Regions from separate parts of the Rattus norvegicus genome. Here region 2 is linked to region 1. A link is a contact called in public Hi-C data. All regions are on one chromosome and are shown on one strand. Each heading gives the region's core, a stretch centred on a gene start, on an enhancer-like site or on the middle of the called end of the contact. The rest is flanking DNA. Distances are from core to core; before and after follow the strand shown.

Region 1 (5,654 bases), core at 1,477-3,976:
CACATTTGTGTATTCATCCAAATGATTTGAAAATGGGTAGCCACCAAAAGCCTTCACACGAGTGTTTGTAAAAGTTTTAGCCACTGTTAACAATATGTGGACACATTAGAATATCCTGCAATAGGTGACTAGATAAATGTGTATTAACCTAACAGTAGAGTGTCCTTCATAACAAAGGGTAATCTACCACAGCACGGATGATAACATTGCAAAGCAAAAGATAATCAGCCTAAGATGTCAGGCTGCACACCAGGATTCTGGAAAGAATATAGAGATGTCAAGAAGGTCATTACTACAGTGTATTAATTACCCTTTGCCCTTATGATCAATATAAGACAAGAAGCAACTTAGAGAGCAAAGGCACATTTGGTTTCCACCAAGAGAATACACTGTATGTGAGGGAAGCTTAGGGTAGAAGCAGCCCCTGGGTGTGGCAGCAGGAATGTGAGGCTGCTTGCTCACATCTAAAAAGATTGGGAAACAGAAAGGAATTCCTCACTAGCTGACTTTCTCCTTTCCCCTTTTGCGCAGTCCAGAACCACAGCATATGGGATGGGTCCGCCCACATTCAGTGTAGATCCTATCCCCAAAGCTGGCCCTCTCTGTAAACACCCTTAGAGACACACCCAGAGACTTGCCTGAGTCACACCCTGAATATTACTTAATCTAAACAAGTTGACCTTGAAGATTAACCATAACACAGAAGCTAGAGGGTGCGCATTAGCAGGTGGAGTACTGGGAAGTCAGTGCCATGAAAGTATTCTGTACAGTATCACAACAGTGTGTTCATGACAACCAACGTATGTGACCAAACTCCTGTGGAACGAACCCCAGTGGAAATGGCGAACTTAAGCTAATAATAATTGGTAGCAATGTTAATATATTACTTAGAGCAAATGCTCCTGACTGATGCAAGATCACTACAATAAAAGAAACCATGTGTAGTAAAAGCTTTCAAAAGTTTCCTTTTTGAAAAGAACATCTTCATACCTATTGTTGATGCCAGAGACACCTGATTATGTCCATTGTCCCCGAGGCTTTAGCACATAATTTAGCACAGCCATCACGCTAAGCAACAGCCTGAGAGGGCTCACATGGTCCATCACACTGAACTGGAAAGGGTGTGAGAAGCTGAATCCCTGAGAAAAGAAGGCATGGGGTTGAGAGAGTGAACTTAACTCTTCACTTACACTGCTTTGGAAGGAAGGGGTTAAGGACTTGCCTGGTTGTGGGAAATTACAAGTAGAATGACTGCAGTGGGGCAGAGTCACAGAAACAGAAGCAGATGAGCAGATGAGACTTCTTTCTTTCTTCCTTCCTTCCTTTCTTTCTTTCTTTCTTCCTTCCTTCCTTCCTTCCTTCCTTCCTTCCTTCCTTCCTTTCTTTCTTTCTTTCTTTCTTTTTTTCCGGAGCTGAGAACCGAACCCAGGGCCTTGAGCTTGCTAGGCAAGCACTCTACCACTGAGCTAAATCCCCAACCCCCAGATGAGACTTCTTAAGAGGTACCACCTCCTCAGGGAGCTTGCTGGGCTTTGCACTGTCTTTGGAGATGAGGGTCTTTCCTGCTATTCTTCTGAGCCCTACTGTCTCTTTTCTCATTTCAGTTTGCTTCCAAGTAGGATCTCCAGATGAAGGAAACAACTTGCTTCCAAACTATTAGGAGTCATTCCTGGGGGAATGGCCACCTTATTTTTTAATAGGGTAGGTAGCACATGTTGGAGATATGGGTTAATAAAGGGATCATTGTATGCACTTGCATGGTGATTGTGCTACCCAGAATACCTCAAGTTCAAGGCTGTTAGTCGGGGAGAAGACCCGGAGGATGGATTCCTTGTAAACACTTGAGTGCAACTCACAGGTACACTGTTTATCTGTTCTCTCCAGCAAAAAGCAATCACCAACAGGTTCTTTTTAATACTAGTCTAGACGAGGTTTTGCAATGTTGCAGGTTCTTAATTGCAGTAATTACTGCCTGAGAACAATTAAGCAGTCACTACCAAACATTTCTATCGGGTGAATCTAGTGTCCTATTAATAAACAGTCATGAACTTATCTCTTTCTGGAAAAACCTCCCTGGTTGGTTTCCGACTACAGAAATCTCAAGCCGGGTTTGTTCCCACACATTCAGGGTTTGAAAAGCAGCTGTGTCCTCCAGAGCCAGACATGGTCCCGGTCCTCTGAGGGCCAGCGGCAGGTTCTGCAGCTGCCTGCTGCCATGACTGACTGTGTTCTTGTTACTAATTAAAGGTAGTAGCTGTGAATTCAGTGTGCTACACAATAAGTATTCATCACGTAAGCCCAGGTGACCTGGATTTGCCTGCTGTGAATCCTGTTTCCCTCTGCCTGGCTACTTTGCAAATTGCATCTGTAAGTATCTTTTCTCAGGGGAAGCAATTTCTAATCTCTAGATCAAAGCCAAATCTTTTTTTTTTCAAATCGTGAATTTCATATCCTAAATTATCATTTTATCTACAACCACCTACTCCGGCGTCCTAGCTGGAACAGTGTTTCTTTTTGTTTCTCTGTTCTTTCGCTGGGCTGGATTTATTATTTCGGGAGGGTTTCTTGTAAGCCATATTCTCTTTCCTGCCTCACATTGTGGAAACAGAGGATGGTAAAGCCGGCTGTCAATCAAAGTGCTCTCTGTTCTCAGGGTAGCTGAGTCAGTCCAGCCCTAAGAGGAAGCGTGAAGGAGGCTGTTAAATCTATTCATAGACGCGGAGATGTTCCAGCCACGGTGAGAGGTTGCAAATGACGCATGAATGCACCAGTGGCATGGAGGAGGAGGCTGCTGAGGAGGAGGGAGAGCAGAAGTGGGGGGGTTGACACAGGATCAGAGAATTATAGCAAGCTCGATGCCAGCCAAACTGTTTCTTTGCACAGACACAATTACAAAGGCTCCTGTGGACTGCATCAGTAGAGATGGCTGCCCTGACACATGTCCCATGCCCTTTGTCTGAACTGTCATATAGAGTGGTGGCCCTGAATGTACTCCTTGTGTGCATGGCCAAACGCTGCTGTGTCTTCAGAACCAGGACACCTGCAGCATTACTAACAGGTTGCCAGTGACACATTGAAGCATGGAAAAGAAATGAAGAAGTATAGGTAAGGTGGAAAGGGGAAGGCAGCCCTCTGTCAATTCTGTTTGGACACTTAAACTAAGCCCCTGGTTCTAGGTCAGAGGAGAAAGAGATTGTAGCAGACTAAACTTTGGAGAATTGTTAGAAGGTTTTGGGGGATGAGGATTCAACCCATTGCTGCTGGTAAATGGAAGATTACCATGGAAACACTAGGGTTCTCTGTTATATAAGGCTAACTCATCCTGATTAGTGAATATGCATGAACATATTCATGGATCCCAAACAAATGCAAATTATCTTTCTCTTATTCCTACCTATTATCATGCATTTATTGAGAACCTACCAATGCCGGGATGCTAGGTATTGCTGTATATAAATGCCAGTAGTTTTATCTCTATGGCTACAAGGATGCTAGGAGGGTCTGGAGAGAAATGTAGCCCACACAGATAATGGAAAGTATTCTTTCTCCAAGGTGAGAGCCACCGGGCATTCCTCAGTGAGATTCTGTCAGGCCTGGGAAGGTTTTCATGTGTAACAAAAGGTAATGTAACAGAATGGTCTGATCAAGTGGGTCTTAGTGGTGGTTCTCTCACAATCAGGATCTATTCAGGAAACTAAAAAAAAAATCCTCATTAGAGAATCAGACTAGATTGGATAACCTCTAAAGTCTCTTTCAAATTTGAAAGTTATACTTTTAAATATAGATTTAAAATCTTTTTTTAAATATAGATTTTATTTTATAATCAAATATAAAATATATTATTTTAATGTATAATTAATATATAATTAAACACATATTTAGATATATGTTTTATATAGTATATTATGAATATATAATATAAAATGTGTAATTAAATATAATTGATTATATATAATAAAATATAAAATAAAATATAAAACTTCTTCATACATTTACATTTTGTTGTTATTTCCCAGTTCCATGGCCCTCACAGTCCATCTACAACCCTTCTTCTTCAGTCAACCTCTTGCCTACATGTCTCATTTTGTATGTAGCCCACTGAGTTTAATAAGAGTTGCTTGTTTAAATGTGGGTGGAAGATTAAGTTAATAATAATAATAATTGTACAACTTTAGTTAACAGGTCATATGACATTTCAGAACTTTCCTGACTGTTTCTGCCTCCAGCCTCATCCGGGTTCTGCTTTCCTCCTCTCTCTAGAGCAACTGTCCTGGGTCAACGGAAGGAGCATCCATCTCCTCATCCCTCTTAAGGCTTATACAATAAAGGCCGTGTGGAAAAGTGGGAAGGTACAGGCAGAGAAGGGAGGTTCCTTATCAGCACTACCATCGTTCTCTGTTATTGTGTAGAGCAATGGTTTGGCTATGACTTCCAGACATGTACAAGATGCACACATGTACAAGATGCAGCCAATCCTTCCCTCTCTACTGAACCCTCCTCTTCCTCCTCCTCTTCTTCCCCTACCCCTCCTCCAAAGTTGGCCCCTTCTTTTCACTTTCTTTTAAGCTAATGAAAGGCCGTGTGAGAGAACGTTGACTTCTGTCTAGTTTATTTTGCTTAATATAATTAATTCCATTGTTTTTGGCAAGTGTCATGATTTTATTCTTTCTAAAAGCTGATTAATATTTTATAGAGTATATCAGATTTGAAGAAGAAAGAAATTTTTCTAACTTTTTAAAGAGACATTTATTTTTATTGTATGCATAGTGTAGCTTTTCTGTTTTTGTTTTTGGCTCTATGTATGTTGTTGCACTACATGTGTATCTCGCTGCCAAGGAGTCCAGAAAACAGCATCAGGTCCTCCGGACCTGAAATTTCAGATGGTTGTGAGCTGGGAACTGAACCCATTCTCTGTGAGGATAGAAAGTGCTCTTAACTGCTGAGCCAACTCCCAAGCTTGTCTCTAACTTTTCTGTGGTTTTAAAGCAGGGTTCTTCAATGAGCCTCACAGTCCTCATCAGTGTACATTTACTTGATCTGATGAGGACTCAACAAGGCTCAAAAGTAAGTCCCCCGCAATGGCTAATTGGATGGCAAATAAGATTTCTTCTATGCTACTAAACTGTTGAAAAGTTTAACAAGGTGAAATATTTTATGACATGATAAAGTTATGTAATCATAGTTTGCTGTCTGTTGACCGAATTTTCTGTAAACATGCACACATAGAGTACAATTAGTAGTGTATAATGTGTGAAGACTTTTGAGGTGATGTTTGAAATGCGTGCTCTAGGGCCTTTTTATAGAAAACCTGTGTCAACTCCTTGACTAAATCATTCAGTCAGTCATTGGATATTAAGTTTCTATAATTAGAATAAGGTTTTAATTCCATTTTTAGTTTACTTTTATCTTTTGAAATAAGGACATACATGTTATACATGTCTGTGAGTTTATGAAGTCACATTCCCATGTACTGTATACTGAGTAATATTTAAATCAGAGAAAACATCAATCTCATCAAATAAGATTTCTTTTATTGACTTAAATTAATTTGTATGCATTTAATAATCAGATTATAAATTTAGTGAACTTTATTAGGAATAATTAAACCAAGCCATCCTTTAGTGGAGAGAGATGGCTCAGATACTTCTGTGTTG
Region 2 (5,964 bases), core at 2,746-5,245, 360 kb after region 1:
TGCTGGAGATTTGAACTTGGTTCTCCAGGCTTATACAGAAAGTGCTTTACCCACTGAACCATCTCTGTATCCCCAGCTCTGGGTTCCTTTTATTTTTATCACCTTAAAAAATAAAAACCCACTGCATCTCTGCCTAGAGTGATAAAACTGTCGTGATAATAGGGTATTTATTTTTAATGTCCAGAGTAAAATTGAAGCGGACTTGAGCATTCTCAAATGTCATAAATGCCTTTCCCAGTGTTTGAGCTTAGAAGCAATTCAAATGCATTTAGTAGAATGCAATTCCTCTTCTCACATAAACCCAGGTGGGCTTCAAGGAAATCACAATGTTAGTGTTTCTGCAATGTATTGTTTTACACTCGAGTCAGCCAAATGGGATTTGAAAGCAGATGCCTGACATTAAAAACAATAAATAAATAAATAAATAAATAAATAAATAAATACCTTTAATCCTTTAATGAATGTTGTTGGGTTTCCTTGATATCTCTCTCTCTCTCTCTCTCTCTCTCTCTCTCTCTCTCTCTCTCTCTCTTTCTTAAAAGAGGAAGAAAGGAGTCTTAAGTATTAACTTCCTTGGAATTCTCTAACTACAACCAGAAACTTGAGCCACAAATACCGACCCTAGTGCTCTTCTTTGTCTGCAGGTCATGTGTCGCCTTGTCTTGTATATTTGAAGAGCCATTACAGACTCATGCTTCACTCATATCCTCATATACTCAGAGTCCATCTCCACAGTGCCAGTGGAAATCAGATGAGAAAGTGTATGATAAAACTTCACTGTGTGCTCTTAGAAAACTTGACCTGGAGCTTAGATTGTAGTCCTGGTCAAAAAGCGGGTTCAACAACAGCTGTGGTACCAGCATCCAGGGAAGTATAGAGAAGCTTGGCAGTCACAGAAGAAAGGCCAATGGAAGGAAATGGCTTAACATGTGACAGAAAATATCCCAGGATACTAGAGAAATGCCAAGCACAAGGGAATGACAAAAGATGGAGTTTATGGGTTGGGGATGCTGGGGACGTATCTCAGTATTTAAGCTCCTGCCTAGCTGGACAGGAAAGAAAGCAAGAAAGCAAGAAAAAGAAAGAAAGAAAGAAAGAAAGAAAGAAAGAAAGAAAGAAAGAAAGAGAGAGAGGGGGGAGGGAGGGAGGGAGGGAGGGAGGGAGGGAGGGAGGAGAGATAGAGAGGAAGAAAGGAAGGACAAAGAAAGAAAGAAAGGAAGGAAGGAAGGAAGGAAGGAAGGAAGGAAGGAAGGAAGGAAGGAAGGAAGGGAGTTTATTCTGAGTGGAGTGGCAAGTACTTACAATCCCAACTAGTTGGAAAGATTGTGTGAGTCCATGAGTCTCACATCAGCCTGAACATGATAGTGCGATTCCATCTTTTTTTTTAATTTTTTAATTTTTTTTATTTTTTTAAGAGATTCCATCTTTTAAAAAGTTTTCCATGCAACGTTCTTCCAGGTTCCTCTCTGCCTCTGCTATTATCTTAGTTAGGGTTTTATTGCTGTGAAGATACACCATGACCAAGGCAACTCTTATAAAGGAAAACATTTCATTGGGGCTGGCTTACAGTTTCAGAGGTTGAGTCTCTTATCATCATGGTGGGAAGCATTGAGGCATGCAGACCAACATGGTGCTGGAGCTCAGAGTTCTACATCTTCATCAGAAGGCAGCCAGGAGACTGAACATGTTTCATACTGGGAGTAGCTTGAGCATTTAAGACCTCAAAGTCCCATCTTCACAGTGACACATTTCCTACAGCAAGGCCACACCTCTTTTAAAAAAGTCACACCTCCTAATAGTGCCACTCCCTATGGCCAAGGATTCAAACACAGAAATCAATAGAGCCATACAAAGTCAAGCCACCACAACCATGTAAAACATCTTCATGCTGAATACACAGCACTAGTTTGGACAGTGGGAAGGGGAAAGACCGAGTTCCTGGTTACACGGTACAGTTGTTCATTTTAAAACATCATAGTAAAAATAAACCTACTCTTAAAGAAGCAATAATGAAATCTGAGAACAGGGATTCGATTACTAATCCTACTTTATATGCAGAGTAGGTACAGCAGTCCAATTGCCTGTCCAAACATCAGCTTGCTCATTTGATCAATGTGGATCACAATACCTACCTCCCAGTCTGTAAGAACAGGCCATTCAAGAGATTGCTAGCAACCCATTCTATGTATATATCTCCCTTTTGTCCGTCTGGGAAATAGAACATGAAACAGTCTGTCTACTGCAGACAATTGTTTCCTAGCCCTGGTATGAGAGATAACCATTGTGAACAATTAAAAAAAAAGAAACATATTTGCTCTTCATTAAATGATCTTAGAGTAGATATCAGCTTCACAATGGATCTGAAAGTTGTTTATCTTTGGTCCTTTCATGCATACACACACATATGCACACACAGGCATACATACATACACACACAGGTTTACTTAGAGCCATACAAGTGACAACAAAGAAAAAAATGGCAGAGCCTCAAGGAAGCTCCCCATTCACACGAATGTACAAAGTCAAGGGACAACCTTGATGAGTCAAAGCATCACACAGCTTCCTGTTATTCTTTCTTGGATTGCATCTGTGTTAAAAAGATGCTCCCCCAAAGTGAAAAGGGGCATCTTTTCTTGAATTCCCAGCTCTTGTCAGGAATAACAATTTTTTTATATTTTTTTAAAGAACTAAATTAAATAGAGAAAATTCAAAACTGAAATCTTCCTTCTATTCTTTCTTATTGCACAGTACAACCCTCTAAGGACTTCAAGGGAGACCACCATAAACTCTGTAGAACAAAGTGTAGTATTTCATTGTGAATTAGCCTTTTAAAAAGCAGAGCTCATTGTTTTAGGATTGACTGTTCCACACATCCTAAGCATGATAAGAAACTATGAAGTCAGCACTGTAGCTATTGAGAGAGAGAGCAGACAAGCTCCATCCAGAAACAAATAGATTTCCTACGGAGCTGTGATCTTGCTTATCTAGAGGAAGGTTTTGTTTGCCTGTCAATCAAGCAAAGGAGATCTTCTGGGCGCTGGCCACACCTTGGGCTGGGGAAGCCCGGAAAGGAATGTGGGAAGGAAGAGGGGAGAGGCCATTTCCTGATGGGTCAGCTGCTGGCAAGTGTCTGGACCCTGGGAAAACTGTGGTGTAAGCGTTCCTCTCCTTGGAGAGCAAGCAGAACAGCAGGAACAATAGTGTGAAATGCCGCTGGTACCTCCCAGGTCACGCCTAGAGCAGCGCGGTCCACTGGCAGCAGGTTATGCCACAACACGTCCTGGACTCCAGGCAGCCTGTTGTTTAAATCTCCCTGGGCAATCCCTCTGCCAACATGAAACACATTCTCAAGGTAATTTCTCTTCAAGGGAGACAAAGAGCAGTCAGCACTAGGTTAACAGAAAAGCCATAGCACAGGGGGAAAAGTCTTCTAAGCGTTTCAGAGTGTCATTCCCATAGCTCCTGATCAACAGTCATGTGTTTTATATCCAAAGTGATCTTTTTATGTTCGGATTAGTCTGCAGAGCATCCTCCTAAGTTAGGCTACTCAGGATCTGCAGAAAGAGTTAAAAGACCCCATTCCAAGTTCCAGGCACAGCCTTCCCATGTTCTTTAAAGGCCATGCCAAGGAAACTTACTTCTGCTGTTAATGTTCCCGCGAAAAGGTGCTCAATCATTGGAAGAATTTTTTAGCTGGGTGTGGTAGTACATGCATATAATTCCAACATTTGGAAGGTGGTGGCAGGGTCATCAGGAATTCAAGGTTATCCTGGACAACATGGGGAGTTCATGTCCAACCTAGAACATAAAATACAAAATCTGAAAAAAGCAAACAAAACTATAAAAATGAAAACAGGGACCAGCTGGATTGAGGCAGAGGAAACCCAAGATAAACCAAGAAAAAAAATCAATTTAAAAATACCTTATTCAATATTCAAGACAAGATTTCTTACTGCTTCTAGTCTATGAGACTAGCTTGGAGTAGTCTATTTCCCTCCATTCCTCTTTCACACAAGTGCAATCAGGATATTTGTCTCCTCCTGAGCACTTTGGAAGCCTCCATGTTCTTTAAATCTGGTACATTAGTGACCTCTAGAGGACAGAATTCCAATCAATGCTAGGATCAAACAATTGTTCAGTGGAGAATGGGAATTATCAAATTCATAGCTGTGAAGTACTCTTGGCTCACACAGGCACAACAGCTTTCAAAAAAAAAATCATCATTCTCCAGGTGATTCCCAAGCATCTAACACACAAAAGGTCAATTTTCTTTTAAACAGTAGGAGTTCGTTGATGGTGAAAATGTAATACCATATGGATTTATTTCTCTGGTTTTCCTACAGGTGCTTAAATTGGCCAAAACAGTGGCGATGAGCTTAAACAAATGTCTTTGGGGCTTCTCGCTAATCCTCATCCCTCAGTTCTGAACACGAGCATCCAAGAGTTCCAGGAAGAGCATCCAAAGAAGCCCTTCTTCAATCCCTTTAAGCCGATGGGGCTTTGCACTTCCCAGACAGGAGTGAAACAGCCAGACACGCTTAGCCACATTCTCCTCTACTAAGAGAACTTTCTGACAGAGCCAAAAGGGCCAAATGATATTCTCCTGGCCACAGAGTTGGGATGAGGCATATTGCGTAATGGGACTGGAACTACTTATAATGTTCTCAAGCCTGTGACATCAGGCTTGAGTCTTCTATTCAAAGACAGAGCCAGAGGTTTGAGTTATTTCACCCTTAGTAACATAGACATAGTGCTATACATCATCAGGAACAGAAGTCAGCCTAGCACTGTACCCTGTATAGTGGTTTGAAAAGGGCCTCATAGGCTCACAGTGAGTGGTAATAATGGGAGGAGTGGTCTTGTTGGAGAAGATGTGGCTTTGAAGTTTTAAGTGCTCAAACCAGACCCAGTGTCACTCTCCCTGATGCTTTCAGATTCTGATGTAATACCCTCAGTTACTTCTCCAGCACCATGCCTACCTAGATGCTGCCATGCTTCCTGCCATGATGCAAATGGACTGAACCTTTGAACTGTAAGGCAACCCTCCAATTAAATGTTTTCCTTTATAAAAGTTGTTGTGGTCATAGAGTCTCTTCACAGCAATGGACACTCAGCAATATGTGTCTATTTCAGTCTAGGTCATGGCACCATTGGATTATGGTGATCTTTCTGGTTACAGTCATCTATATTCTGGAACTTTGGAAAGTGTTGGTGGTGCTGACTGTCATTTTATAACAACTTTCTAGGCATTGTTCTCTTCATTTTATGAATAAAAAACAACTAAGGAATATCACAAGACAAGGCCAGAGAACGTAAACCTGGAAGATCTCTTCTGCTCTAAAGTGTGTTATTTCTACTTCATCAAGATGTTTGTAACAAAGAAAAGACCTCTGAATCGATGCATAAGTTACTTCATCTATTTGCTTTTAAAATCAGATGGGAAATAACATGCCTCAGGCTGCATACTTCACTGGAAGAGATAGGTCTAGTAGGGATTCTTAATTTCAAACCAGTCACTGTACAGAGTCTATAATAGCTCCCTTCTCACCCGGGCACCAGCTGCAGAGGTCCACTGTGAGATCGCCATATACATCAGAAAGATGTTGTCTTTGACAGTTCCTTCCTCACTTTTTCCAGTTAATCTTTGTCAATGCTGCATCTTTCTAGGGTATACAGATGGTTACCAACTCCACCCCTCTCAAAACCCTGCCTCACATTTGTGTCTGCCTTAGTGGCCCTTTATCTATATCCATGTTGGAACGAAACATTGATTTCCCAGGGCTCAAGACAAAGTCTGTCAACAATGAGGAGAGCAGCTGGCCTTAAGACTCAAAAAAAAATGTGAAGGATTATGGGAAAGATTTGAAAACCAGATAGTCTGTCTAGAGTCGGAAATTTTCTTCTTTTCTAAAAACCTACTCAAATGACCGTTGGGGGAAGCCCAGCTGATTTCTCATCAAGTTG

The links. A called contact is a pair of places that touch in the nucleus more often than the background predicts.
Region 2: a contact with region 1 is called in a Hi-C map of frontal cortex, with 2.3 times the contacts expected there. The contact joins two enhancer-like sites. A contact is called at or near these places in 3 of 12 Hi-C or Micro-C datasets (Schwann cells, frontal cortex and mammary epithelial cells).

The regions. Positions count from the first base shown.
Region 1 is chr2:43,937,420-43,943,073 of GRCr8, forward strand. No RefSeq gene overlaps it. Among named protein-coding and RNA genes, the nearest start is that of Plk2, 240 kb to the left of the region's middle. Within about 2 kb of position 2,727, at least 41 of the 93 cell types and tissues checked have an H3K27ac peak or open chromatin away from gene starts, as enhancers often do.
Region 2 is chr2:44,296,731-44,302,694 of GRCr8, forward strand. No RefSeq gene overlaps it. Among named protein-coding and RNA genes, the nearest start is that of Pgk1l1, 190 kb to the right of the region's middle. Within about 2 kb of position 3,996, at least 13 of the 93 cell types and tissues checked have an H3K27ac peak or open chromatin away from gene starts, as enhancers often do.